Linked DNA regions of Mus musculus: regions 1, 3 and 4 are each linked to region 2. Evidence: chromatin contacts called from public Hi-C and promoter capture Hi-C data. All regions are on one chromosome and are shown on one strand. The core of a region is the stretch at or near the end of the contact, and the rest is flanking DNA. Distances in the headings are between cores, read along the strand shown. Region 1 holds the start of Lxn (latexin). Region 2 holds the start of Slc33a1 (solute carrier family 33 (acetyl-CoA transporter), member 1). Region 3 holds the start of Mfsd1 (major facilitator superfamily domain containing 1). Region 4 holds the start of Rsrc1 (arginine/serine-rich coiled-coil 1).

Region 1 (3,110 bases), core at 17-2,516, 3.5 Mb after region 2:
AGGCGGTCATCGGGTGTCTAGCATGGACTTGGCAGTATCTAGCAAGTTTATTTAGGTAGGTCTAGGAAGCGGGTGGAAACGTACAGAGGACACAGATGCAGTGGCAGTAGGCACATCTTTGGAAGGGTTTGTCTTAAAGCCGGGGGTACCAGAGTGTTCAGTGAGTAAACGACGTGTGGTGGATGAGTGCCAAGTGCTCAGAGACAGTGTGTGTAAGTGCTGTTGATACTGTCCTGTCAAACACCACTTCAAAAGACCTTATGAATAGATCATTTAGATATCCCCCTTTTAAATGAAAGCCAGTTTTGAAGTGTGTAACTAATTTATATTATCTAGTACAGTTTCGAAAATAAAAATCATTTCTTTGTCAGCCAAAAAAATCTTGAGCTGTAAGAAAAAAAAAATAGGGACACTCGCTAGGTAGGTGAGGCCCTTTAGCCTAGCCGGCTTCAGCAGAGGCAAGGCTGCATGTCAGGCAGGATGTGGGCGGCTGGAGCCCGAGCAGCCCACACTGCCTTTGTTTTTTCCTCGGGGCGAATTTCTTGCGTTTTCCCGTCGTTTTGGGCAAAGGGCTTAAGAGTTACTCTTAAAAGTTTATGGAGTCGTTTGGAGGCCATGAGCTTTTGTTGGCCAAGGCTAGCTAGCGGCAGATGGAGAAACTATAACAGCTTCCAGATTGTTTAGAATGCTGTCTTCCCTAGACCTCTTCTCTCCACAGGAAAGGGTGAGATTAACCCCGTGTATTTCCCAATCCCTTAAACTAATATGCACAAAATCTGGCTGCATAGGTCCTCTGCTTTACCGTGAAAGCAAACAGTTCTGGGATGAGTCCCATATAGGGGAGCTCATAGCAATGCTATTCAGAGGCAGAGCAGGGTCCCGCGGCCGGGATGGGGTGGGGGCAGTAGGGGGAGCCGATCGCAGGGCTTCTCCTCGCAGACTCACCTCCTTGCTGGCCTGCTGGACCGTCTGCACCAGGAACAGCTTGTGGGGAGTCCCCTGCTGGTAGTTAATGCAGTTCTCCGCCACCGAGGCGGCCCTGGACGCAGCATAGTGGGTGGGTGGGATTTCCATCTTGGGGGAGACAGCGCGGGCTATCCTAGTTCAAAGAGATCACGGCGGGTGCAGCCAGGGTCCCGTCAGTGTGGAGTGCTGGCCAGCCGAGTGGGTGTCCAAGTGGGTGTCGGTGAGGTGGTGAAGTCAGTCGGTAGCTGGGCTGGGCGTGCGCGCTTGCTCGCTCCTCAGCGCCTTCCTTCCCTCTTCCTCCTTCACTCAGGAAACCGTTCGGGCAGTGGCTCTGCCGGGAGCCTCGGCCCCGCCCTGGGGTAGGCGGGCACCTCCGGGAGAAAAGCTCGGGCATTCCCTCCGGCTCCCGCGGGTCTGGGCAGGTGTGGAGCGGGAGGGAGAACCTGGAGGAAGGGGAAGGGCTTTCTGGCCTTGCCTCGATGGGTCCTTCTGAGGGCTTCAGCTGCCGGATGAGGAATCGCTGGCTGTTTCACGTACAGATTAGAGTACACCTCTCCTTTTTCAAACGGGCTGTCACGGGGCAGGGGGCAAAGTGCTCCAAGTGTAATTCAGCCCTTACCCTTCCCTTTGTGAGACTCTTGCTCAGCCAGGTTCCTTTAGAGGCAGATCCAGAGTGGGAAAGCAGAAAAGCCATTTTAAAACGTTGGGAGACTGGTCAGGATCAGAGGAAATACTTCCCCATTCATAAGACCTTAGTGATCTTAGAAATATAAAGCTTAATGAGCGTGAACCACCACTCCCATCTTTCTTGAAATCCTATTTTAATGACTTTTTATGTGTATGTGCACACGTGTGTGCAGGCACATCAGATTACCCGGGAGCTGGAGTTGTGTGCCACACAGTATGGGTGCTGGGGACCAAACTCAAGTCCTCTGCCTCAGCTGCCGAGCCAACTCTCCAGCCCCATCTCTATTTCTCTTAAAAGGTAGATGGTTGGAGGCTTTCTGGGTAGACTGTCTATGTTGCAGCCACTCTGCAGAGAAGGGGAAGGTGCCCTGTGGGACACGTGTTGCTTTCCTCGTGTGCTAATGGAGCTTTCCTATAACTGAGGACTTTCTTTGGGCCCAGTGGATTATTAAATACCAACCAACTCAGTTCGTTCATTCCCCATCTTTTCTAGTTATGTTAGCCAACAGCAATGAAGCAGCTAGGGGATAACAAGTCTAACTTTTTTTTTTTCTCTTGATATTGGAAATGTTTGTCTTTTTAGCTGTAAGCCAACCCCTTTAGGAGAGAGTGTGTGTGTGAGTATGGGCTTCCAAAGTGAGCATTTTAAAGTCTAACGAATAGTCAAAGATTCTGTATTTAATAATTAGTATAGACTGGCATGATGGCACTTGAGGTTTCTTAAAATTGTAATTATTACTTAAAAGGGAAACTTTTTCATTTAAACATTAAATAAACTGAATTGCAAGAATATCATTCCTAGCCTTGTGCCTTCTTTTAAAATGTCTTTCTTAGAGTTTTTGCCTGCATGATGTGTGTGTGTGTGTGTGTGTGTGTGTGTGTGTCCCTATTGCCCAAGGAGGTGTCAGTAAAAGGTGTCAAATTCCATGGGACTGGAGTTAGAGATGACTGTGAGCCACCATGTTGCAGGGAATCAAATCCCAGTCTGCAAGAGCAGAAAGTGTTTTCAACCACTGAGTTGTCTGTTCAGTCCCACTTGGGTCTTGGTTACCTACTACAATCTCACCAGTGGTTGATATTCAGTCCATTATCTTCAGACTTGAGTAATATGTAGATTGTCTTCAAGGTAATAAGTTATTATGAGTCCCCAGGATTATATACTTTATACTACTGGTATTATATTACAGTATGAGCATTAAACAAGATAAAAAAAATACTGTGGCTTATAACTTAGTATGAATATAAAATCAAAATGGCCAGTCATGGTGGCTCATGCTTTTAATACAAGCACTTAGAAGACAGAGGCAGGGGGATCTCTTGAGAGTTTCAGATGACCCAGGGCAAAATAGTGAGACCCTGTCTCAAAAAAAAAACAAAAAAAAAAAAAAGTAAAAATAAATCTACAAATTATAGATTTTTTTTTTTTAAAAACCCACAATTCTTAATATGACATGATA
Region 2 (3,244 bases), core at 700-3,199:
AATTCAGAAATTTTGTGATTCTATCGGTTGCTTTTTTCCTATTCACTAAAGAGTACTGATCAATATGACTGTGTTAATAGGCTGACATAAGGAATACTTGAAAGAAGCACACTTTAATAAAACAGAAAACATACTTAGGTATCTATCATATAAGTTCCCAGTAAAATTTAAAAAGCCAGCTGTAGTGGCACATGCTTGTAATATTAGCACTCGGGAGGGTGAAGCAGGACTGTGTCTCAAGCTGGATATATAGAGCCTTTTAAAAATCCTGTAAACAGAATTCAGAAAAAATTCAAAAGCAAGCAGAAGGACAAACATCAAATGGTTTCTCTTCTAGAAAGAATCTGGAAGGAAAAGAAAAATGTGTGTGTGAACTGTTTAAAGGAAGACGACTAGGAGGTAGATGTAGAGAACAAGGCTGTGTTATGGAAGTGATTGTGAGCAAAGTATGAAAATCTCATAATGGAATCCAATATTGTGTTAATTTGAAAGGGAAATGAAGTAAAATATCTTGTGCATCATTAAAAGTAAAAAATGTATGCAAACAAATGAGAGCTCCCATCTGATGTTTCATCAAAAGCATTCATAAGCATAAAATAAACCTAACAGTATAATAGTTTTAAGTACACTACCTGAAAGGGTAACGATTCCCCTGGGTTGAGGCTGAAACCGCAAGTATTTGTTACAAAAGTCAGCAGATTCAAGAGCCAAAAATAAAACATTGCCCAAAAAGTAGCCAGCTGTTTGGCCCACAGAATTGCATGTCGAAGCATAGCCCACGTTTTCCCGGGATAACATAGTTAATGCCCAACCATCCACAGCGATGTCCTGTGTGGCAGCCAGGAATTCAAACAAGAAGAATGTCACAGTGAGAGCAACTACATCCGGTGTTCTGCCATCAATATTTCCGAGCAAACGGTCCACTTGAGTGGATAAATATATCATGAAGATTCCTAGTGTATACTGAGTAGGGACAAGCCAGGACTTGCGACGACCAAAGTTCTTAAAGTAGACGGCATCAACCAAGGGAGCCCAGAGCAACTTAAGACTGAATGGCCAGAAGACAAAACTGAAGAAAGCCTGATCTGTATAGCTAACATTTTTGCTTTGCAAAATGAGGGGGATGCTCCCCGCCAGGCCTAAGGGAATGCCCTGAAGCACGTAAAGAAAGAGTAGTAACAAAATGCTACTTAGTTCGGATCTATAGCTCCGCGGGGCTTTAGGTAAGTCACCAGGGCCGGCATCACCTAGAAGAACTTCCCGGTCCCCCTCCCCGCCCACCGAGTCTCGGCGACTGTCATCCCAGCCGCCCGGTGGCAGCGGGCCACTCTTCATATCCAGAGCGTGGCTAAACATGCCTGACCGCCGCTGCCGACTGCTGTCCTTGTGGGAGATGGTCGGTGACATATCAGAGACGACGCAGAGCCCGGTGTGTGGGGGCCTGAGGCTGGCGTTTTGATCAGTCTAGTCCCAGGTCCAAGGCAGTCTCTCTGGACCCGGGTCACGGTGGTTCAACGCCGGGAGGGCGGACGCGGAGAGACTGGTCGCTGTTTTGCAGCAGGGAGCCAGATCCCTGGCAGGTGGCCCAGGCGAAGCCTGGGTCGCTGCCCACAGGAGCGACTTCAGGGAGCCGGCAAGAGCTCCCCGTGCAGCCGCACCCGGCTTGAGGCTGGCGGAGCGTGCCGTGGCGCTGCGACGGAGTCTGGCTCTTAACTGCAGCGGGGACTCGAACGCTCTCTTGCCCGTCCACCAGCTGACACTGCAGCGGGCACCCTCCTCAGTAGACACCAGAGGTAAAGGATAACTTCCTGCCTCGCGCTTCGGGAAGTGGTTCCCTGCCAAAATGGGTTCCGTGCCTCCCGACGGAGCCAGCGAATCAGAACAAGTTCCGGTGGCGGCGACCGCGAGCAACGTTTGCTAGGAACCATTAATTCCCTCGATTCTAACCCCGAGGGAGGAATAACGCCAGCGTACCGAGCGTCCAGGACGGAACGTCTTAACAAACCCGGTTCCGTTTGCGCATGCGCTTGCATGGAACTCGTGTGCCTCGGCCATTGGGCCCTCGTCGCCACGTGAGCGCGGGTTTTCTGGATTGGCCTAGGCCTTGGTGATAACATTGCACAAGGTCTGTAGGCGAGTTTGTACTTATTTAATTCAGTACATAACTTCCAGGCTTGTAGTTGGGTAATAATGCTGCTTTGTGAACCTGCAGTTACTAAGCTTTGGTGTCAGGTTGTGGGTCCTTTATGCCCGACTAAATGGAAACACTCCTACCTAATACACAGAACGAATAAGGCTGTCCATTTCCCCCAATGTCAAGGAAGAAATGTAGGGGAACGCTAGATACACAGAGTGAAGGAGGTAAATTTCAGTCTGCTGCATCTTATTTTTTTGCCAATGGAAACGTCTCGAAACCACCTTTCTCCTTTCATGTCATCCATGGTTATGCATTTTAAGTGCATAACGACGCACTTCTTCGAGTTTTGGTGAATCGTTGGAAGCTCTTAGAGCTTGAAATGTTGAGATACTAGATTTAGTATTTCAGTGATAACAAAGAAATAAGTTTTCCAAGAATTTTATTGGATTCATAATTGGCCAGTTTTTCAAATGCCATTTCAAGTGTAATAGTACATGCTTTCTTCATTAAAAACAAAAACAAACCATAAATTCCCTTGTGGATTTGCTGCCTTCCCACTTTTCTGATTTCTACAGCTTATTAACCACTTAGCTAATTTCCCATGTTCTCTTCTCATTTCTCCCTGGGTCCTTCCTTTTCCTCTCCTCCCCCTTCTCTCCAGCTCTTGTATGGTCATAGAAATGTGAGACTTTGCTTATTATTATTATTATTATTATTATTATTATTCGTCTTTCATTTTCATTGTATTGATACTGAGTCCTGGGTTACATAAGCTAGCATATGTACCCAGGCTGGTCTCAAACTTATGGCCATACTCCTGCCTTAACTTCTAGAGTCCTAGGATTCTATACATGAGCCACCACACCTAGTCTGATATACTTCAATGAAAGAACACAGTGACCATGAAGTCTTCTAATCTTTGTTAAAGAGAGGAACAGAGTTGGTTGTGGTGGTGCATGCTTGTAATCCAGACTAGTCTATAAAACGAGTTCCTGGCCATCCATGGATATATAGCAAGTCTCTGTCTCAAAAATTGGAGTGGAAAACAGTTTATAGTGTTATCTATGTGAGACCAAAAGTCTCTATTTTTTTCAACAGGATCTTACT
Region 3 (3,176 bases), core at 572-3,071, 3.6 Mb after region 2:
GAGGATAGATAGCTGAGAACTGTCTAAGCAAACACAGAATGAGGTCAGGTCCAGAGGGCATTACCCTGGGCATTTCATTAAGACACAAGTGACTATCATTCAAAAGAAGTCCAACCTCCTTCAACAAGAAGTACAAACTGTCTATACTATCATAGCCATTTTTACTTAGATTTCTAAAGGCAAAAACAAAACAAAATAAACAAACAAACGAAACAAACAAACAAACAAAACCCAAAAAGCCAAAAAGTGGATTAGAGATACTGGCAGCCAGCCTCTTACCTGTATTTTTGACTTAGCCATTAGACTTGTCTTAGTTAGGGTTTCTATTGCTTTAATGAAACACTATGACCAAAGCAAGTTAAGGAGGAAAGGATTAATTTGGCTTATACTTCCACATCATAGTCTCTCCCTGAAGGAAGTCAGGACAGGAACTCAAACAGAACCTTCTGCTGGAGGCAGGAGCTGATGTAGAGGCCATGGAACAGTGCTGCTTACTGGCTTGCTCCTCATGACTTGTTCAGCCTGCTTTCTCATAGAACCTCAGACTATCAACCCAAGGGTAGCTGGGCCCTCCCCAACAGTCATTAATTAAGAAAATGTCCTACAGCCTTGCCTACAGGTTCATTCCATGGAGGCATTTTCTCAACTGAGGCTCCCTCCTCTCAGATGACTTCAGCTTGTGTCAAGTTGACATAAAACTAGCCAGCACAAGACAGTAATCTATACTGTGGACAAAGCCAAGGAATGTAAACTGATGGTCTAGGCCCTTCATTGTAGTACAGCTGATGCTGAGTGAAAGATTAAGCCCAAGGTGGGGTATGACCACTGTGCTGGCAACTGCACAGTGTTAGTCAGGGGAATGCAAGGTAGACAGCAGGCTATGCATAAACATTCCAAACGGTATCTCTCTGACACAGTCCCTCTGCTTCCCCATCCCCCATATTTGGATCTCTTTGGAGGGCCCAAGCTAGGAGTCTAGAAAACACTCAAAAGTCCTCCTCCTTTTTCAAATCCCAGGTGCTATTGTTTAAGCAAGTCCTCATTTAGTCACTGGATCTCTCCTTGGTGCGATAGCTCCAGCTTTGAGCCTCTCACTTTCACTTCTGCGGCACGCTTTACAGCTATTTAGCACCTAGCCTTGCTACACTCAAAATTCTACTGCAAAGACTCGGCAAACCTAGAAATGTGGGGTAGAAGGCTGCGCTGCCAAATCAAACTTCTCAAAACAAACCTAGTGGTCTCTATACTCTGCTGGACATCTCTGAATGGCTCCTCATTTAGGATGTTCGTGTTTCTACTTTACTCGACTTTCCTCTTACTCCAAGATCAGTATAAACGTGTAATTATAAACGTATAAAACCCAGAGGAATTCAATAACTCTTTCAGCTGCAGTCACCATCCATCCACCCACATGATTAGTTTCTGTCCACCTAAGGAAATTCTCTCACCCATATTCAGAGGTGAGAGAATTTGTCCTCTTTTCTAGTACATAAGTGTCAGGTACATCATATGCTGTTCCGTCAGGTCAACTTAACAACTCTTCATGAAGAGTTGGCGAAGTGAGGGAGGGAGGACTGAGCTGGGTTCAGGTCAAGCCTTCCACCACGACTTCTGCACCACCACTTCCTACTGGTTTTAAATCAGATGTTAATGAGAACCCGGTCGCTCACTCCCACTCCCGACCGGATCTATACCCCATCGGCAGAACAGAAAGGCAGCACGGGAGCCCGGCCACCACGTGAGCAACCGTTCACGTGAGCACGGAGAGGCGTGGCCCGAGCAAGTCACGTGAACACACGTGATCACGTGAGTGCTGCCGCTGCCGCTGCCGCCCTGCCTTTGCTTCCTGCTCCGTTCCAGGCTGCAAGCTGATGGAGGACGAGGATGGGGAAGATCGGGCGCTGCTTGGGGGCCGCCGCGAGGCGGACAGCGCAGTCCATGGCGCCCCTCGCGCTCTGTCCGCGCTCTGCGACCCCAGCCGCCTGGCGCACCGGCTCGTGGTGCTGTCGCTCATGTGCTTCCTTGGCTTCGGTGAGCGGGGCTCGGCTGGGGCAGATGATAGAGGGATTCCAGGGTTCGCGCTGCTGCCTGGGCTCGGGAGCCCGCTTTTTCCAAGTGTCTGGAGCGAGGTGACGTTTGTTCCTCCAAGCCCCGGTGTTCAGCAGCTCCTCCCTGGGGACGCAGATGAGAAGGAAACTCAGATCTTTCTCCCGGAGAGCTGTGCTCCCGAGAGTTTCAGAACGTTGCTGGGGGAATTTCAGAGCGTGACTAAGTCCCTCTTCCTCCCTCCCCAGGCGACCCCTCCCATTCCCCAGTGCTTTCCTTTGTATTCTTTTAGAGCTCGGATCCGCTTTGGATAGTGTTCACTGCTAAGTACACCTTAGTAGGAGTCTTTTCTTACCTTTCCTCTGTGAGACAGCCTTGCAGGACCACACTTGTTAAGTTGGTTTCACTTATGAAATCTGATCTGGCGCAAAACACTTTCATTAGCTACTTTTAAAGACACCCTTCCCTCCCGTGTTACAGTTTTTAGTTTACATTGAAACTGTTCGGATTCGTAACAACTGGCTTGGCTTGAAAGAGTGTTTCAGGGGGATCAGATTCAGAAATACATGCACCTGGTTTATAAAAGATACTTTGGGCTTCGGTTTCTTTATTTTTGAGAAGATGGTACTCATTTGCTTTAAAACGTATTGAGCTGATAGTGGTGGCGCCCTTTAATCTCAGTACTGGAAGACAGGGACATGTCTGTGCGCTAGAGAGGCCAGCCAGGGCTACAAAGTGAGATCTTGTCTCAACCAACCAACCAACCAACCATGGTATTGAATTTCTTATAAGCAGTTAAATCCTGAAGGAGAAGTTTCTAGGTTTAGAATCAATAACCAGTAAGCATAGACAAAACACTTGAAGAAATTGTCCCTACTCAAGTTGACAGTTTATTTTTGGTAGGTAGATTGGGCTGAAAGTTTGGGTTTGAGAAACTAGAGCCGCCCTGTCGCTAGCTGCCTTCTCCACCTTTGGACCGCTAGCTTTGTGTATTTACAGAGTCAGCGGGGAAACAGGCAGTGTTACCTTGGGGCTTCTTCAAGCCTGTCAGCTTTCCCCGCTCCCAGGAGACATTGCCAGTTTTCATTTGATCCCTTAGACTGGCGCTTGTGTTGTTCTTGTTTCTAGCC
Region 4 (3,267 bases), core at 173-2,672, 3.0 Mb after region 2:
ACCACTTTAAAGGTAACCAGAGAAAGATCAGGCATGACTATCCTGTAATTTGAACCAATAGATTTCTCTATTATTTCATCTTCTTGACTCATTCTAACTATAGGGGTGGTAGATGAAGCAATGATAAATCTCCAGTGTCTGACTCCCATTTGTGTAAAGGAAGTTTAATTTAAAATTTTTATTAGCATATAATTGTATGGTTTTCTTTATGAACTTTTCACATATGGAAACATACACCTCTTCTGTTAGCCTCTTATATCCCCCCCCCCATTCCCTTCCTCGCCATCCCCAATAGTCCCTCTTTTAGGAAGTTTCAGTTTTAAGAAATTAAAAGTTTGGAAATTGTATTAATAAAAGCTATGAAGTATGATGTTTCACCAAACAGCAAATATTTTCCTGAGAAAAGACATTTCAAAGCCTTTATTTTATTTTATTTTATTTTATTTTACTTTGTCAAAGTTTTGAAAGGAACATTGACTTTAAAACTCAGGAGACAGCCTATGGACAGATACAAAAATAATCAGGACCCCCCCCCCCCAAGAGTTCCCCCAGTTTTTGAATTATTTAAAACAAACATGTAGTGTTGTGGTTTTGTTTTAAAAGAGTCCCTCAAAACTGGCTAGTTAAGGTCCAGTTACTTTCCAGGAATAAACCTATACTGGAAGTGAGTTCCATCTCAAATCTCTGTGGAAATCTGAACCTTAGTATCTAGCTAACAGTAGGCCTGAATCCAAGTTAATATTTTATATATCTCCTCATTTTTGTTTCCTTATACTAAATCATGAAAGAAAAGTCATACAAGGAAAATATTGTATATTACAGAAAATGCCACGTTTCTTTAATTTCGGTAATAGAAGCTTCTTTCTTTCTTTCTTTCTTTCTTTCTTTCTTTCTTATAAATCTACCCATTTACTTTCTCTTCTAGAGGAACCTTCTCCTATCGGGCAGATTTCTTCCTCCTATCTAACAGTTTCTTTAATAGGAGAAACTAATTGCTTCCAATCCGTGAATGCCTTCACCTTCATGGCAGGAAAAAAAAAAAAAACCCACCGATTTTAATGTATTTTTTTGCAAATAAATCATTACAGTTTAATCACACACGACTCTATGCAGACACACTCCCATGATTTATTATTGTTGGGCGAATTTCCACCTCGCTCAACAGGAACTAACCAATTTTGCTCTACGCGGATGTCTTAAACATAACTTCTTACGATGTAGATGTTTGCTGATTATCTGTGACGATAACGGCGAATACTAAGGCAGTAACATCCCATAGTACCACCTTTATTGCTTTTGGAGAATAAGAAAATCCAATTATGCAAACACGCAAAACAAACATTAAACAAAAAATTGGCGGCATGACAATCCACTCGCTCGGCATTCCTAATGGTCCAGCAGCCTGCATCGACGCACTCGACAGCTCGGCTGAAGCTGCCTGGTGCTGGAACCAGGAAGGCGCTGAGCTTAAATTGAAGCAAGTTCTGAGGACGCCGGTGGCGCCGTGGTTAGAAGAGGGGGTTCCAGGTCCCCACGTCGGGAGGTGCGAACCCGAAGGTCGAGCCAGGTGATGCCGGCGTCCAGAGCTTGGGGGCGGCGCCCGCGAAGGAGGCGTAGCGAGGCCCAGCTCTGCGGGAGGCGGCGTGGGGCCTGGCGCAGTCTGTGGCCAGGAGCTCGCCGAGGGTTGGGCCTGGGCCCGCGGCGTGCGGTTTGTAGCCGTGCGCATGCGCCCCGCACCTTGCAGGGTCCCAGCCTGCTGGCTCTGGGCGAGGGGGTCGCCGGAGTGGTCGCGGGTGGCGAGCGGCCGCAGGCCCCAGGCTTGGCCTACAGTGTGGAGTTGATGTGGAGAGGTAGCCCCCAGTCCGCGGGTCCCGCGGGTCCTCGATCGCCGTTCCTCGGATTCCCAGTTGTCCTTCCTTTTTAGCCAGGTTCACTCTCACCTCCTCCAGGTAGTCGGAGCGAGGGGGAGGCTGTGGCTAAGTGTGCACGGAATCCCCACCCCTTCTCCTGTCTATCGGATGCTTGTTGGCTGGAGAGAGAATACATGGTTAGACAGACCCTTCCTGTCTTGACATATACACACATCACTTTAAACAGTCTGTGAATTTACCTTCTAGACTTTTGGTCATGTGACCAGATAGTTAACTCCTGAACTCATTCACCTTTCTCAGGAGTTACAATGGATGTTGTCTGCCCTCGATTTTAGGTTATTATTAATGTAATTTCTGAGTTGTATTTAAAATGTTTATTGAGGGGGGGGGGAAAGCTCTAGATTTGCCAGCAGCCCAGTTTTGTCCCTACTAAGTACTAGGTTGTTAAATAAATTCACACATCATGTGCTGGCATATGAAGGTATTCGAGTTGTCATCTTTGAACTTAGATGTAAAAGCTCCCAGTGAAGTAGCTACGTAGAGTTTTCAGGTTTTAAGGAGTGGAGCAGATGTGACAGGTACAACCATGTGGGGAAAGCAGCTCTCCTTTGAGAGCTTCTCCAGTCTTAGAGTTTATGAATATTCACTTTCTTTGCAGACAAAGGAGATTTCTTGCTAAGTGGTAGCACTTTATGACTGTATGTTCAATAAGAAGGCTAAAAATGTCTGAAGCTGAAAAAGACAAAGGCAGCTGGCACTTGTCTGTTAATTGGCCTCGATGACCCAGTCTCTACATATTCAGCGTGGAGAGTTGTGATGTGAATTGGTTGTCATAGGGTTGTTGTAGTGCATTTACAGATAACTTTCTTCTGGTTTCACTCCCAGAATATGGGAAGGAAGTCCTGTGATTTGTTAGTTTAAAAAGAGACACTAAATAATCTACAGAACGTTGTTGCAACAGTAGTTTTTTTTCTAATTGAAAATAATGTTATTTGTATACGATACATTCTGTTTTTTGTTCTTTGTTTTTCCAGACAGGGTTTCTCTGTATAGCCCTGGCTGTCCTGGACTCACTCTGTAGACCAGGCTGGCCTCGAACTCAGAAATCCTCCTGCCTCTGCCTCCCGAGTGCTGGGATCAAAGGCGTGTGCCACCACGCCCGGCTGTATACAATATATTCTGATGATGGTTTTCCCTCATCTCCCAAACTAACAAATAAAGAAAAAGGAAACTAAGAAAGCATGAGAAATGTGTACACACACACAAACCATAATATACAAGCAAAAGATCGGTATGGTTTACAAAAATGACCAAACAAAGCAATATGAGAAAAAAAAAAAAAAGTTTCCAAAAAGATCTCTGTGTTTGTTTTATGTTGGCCATCTACTGCAGGAGA

Evidence for each region. Promoter capture Hi-C pulls out the DNA fragments that hold promoters and counts their contacts. A called contact is a pair of places that touch in the nucleus more often than the background predicts.
Region 1: a promoter capture Hi-C map of pre-B cells shows a contact between it and region 2. The contact joins the promoter of Lxn here to the promoter of Slc33a1 in region 2. A contact is called at or near these places in 2 of 39 promoter capture datasets (hematopoietic stem and progenitor cells and pre-B cells).
Region 3: a Hi-C map of regulatory T cells shows a contact between it and region 2, with 5 times the contacts expected there. The contact joins the promoter of Mfsd1 here to the promoter of Slc33a1 in region 2. A contact is called at or near these places in 1 of 39 promoter capture datasets (pre-B cells) and 2 of 484 Hi-C or Micro-C datasets (CD4 T cells and regulatory T cells).
Region 4: a promoter capture Hi-C map of pre-B cells shows a contact between it and region 2. The contact joins the promoter of Rsrc1 here to the promoter of Slc33a1 in region 2. A contact is called at or near these places in 2 of 39 promoter capture datasets (the HPC-7 cell line and pre-B cells) and 2 of 9 other capture datasets (embryonic stem cells and liver).

What each region holds. Positions count from the first base shown.
Region 1 is chr3:67,462,641-67,465,750 of GRCm38.p6, forward strand. It overlaps Lxn (latexin), which reads right to left and starts at 1,267. Exons shown (of 6, transcript NM_016753.4): 1 at 946-1,267. The coding sequence starts at 1,074. The region is part of intron 13 of Gfm1 (G elongation factor, mitochondrial 1); the gene reads left to right.
Region 2 is chr3:63,962,784-63,966,027 of GRCm38.p6, forward strand. Slc33a1 (solute carrier family 33 (acetyl-CoA transporter), member 1) reads right to left here and starts at 1,950. Exons shown (of 6, transcript NM_015728.5): 1 at 633-1,950. The coding sequence starts at 1,407. It also overlaps a transcript of Gmps not described here.
Region 3 is chr3:67,580,947-67,584,122 of GRCm38.p6, forward strand. Mfsd1 (major facilitator superfamily domain containing 1) reads left to right here and starts at 1,822. Exons shown (of 16, transcript NM_025813.3): 1 at 1,822-2,031. The coding sequence starts at 1,872.
Region 4 is chr3:66,984,240-66,987,506 of GRCm38.p6, forward strand. It overlaps Rsrc1 (arginine/serine-rich coiled-coil 1), which reads left to right and starts at 1,423. Exons shown (of 10, transcript NM_025822.4): 1 at 1,423-1,567.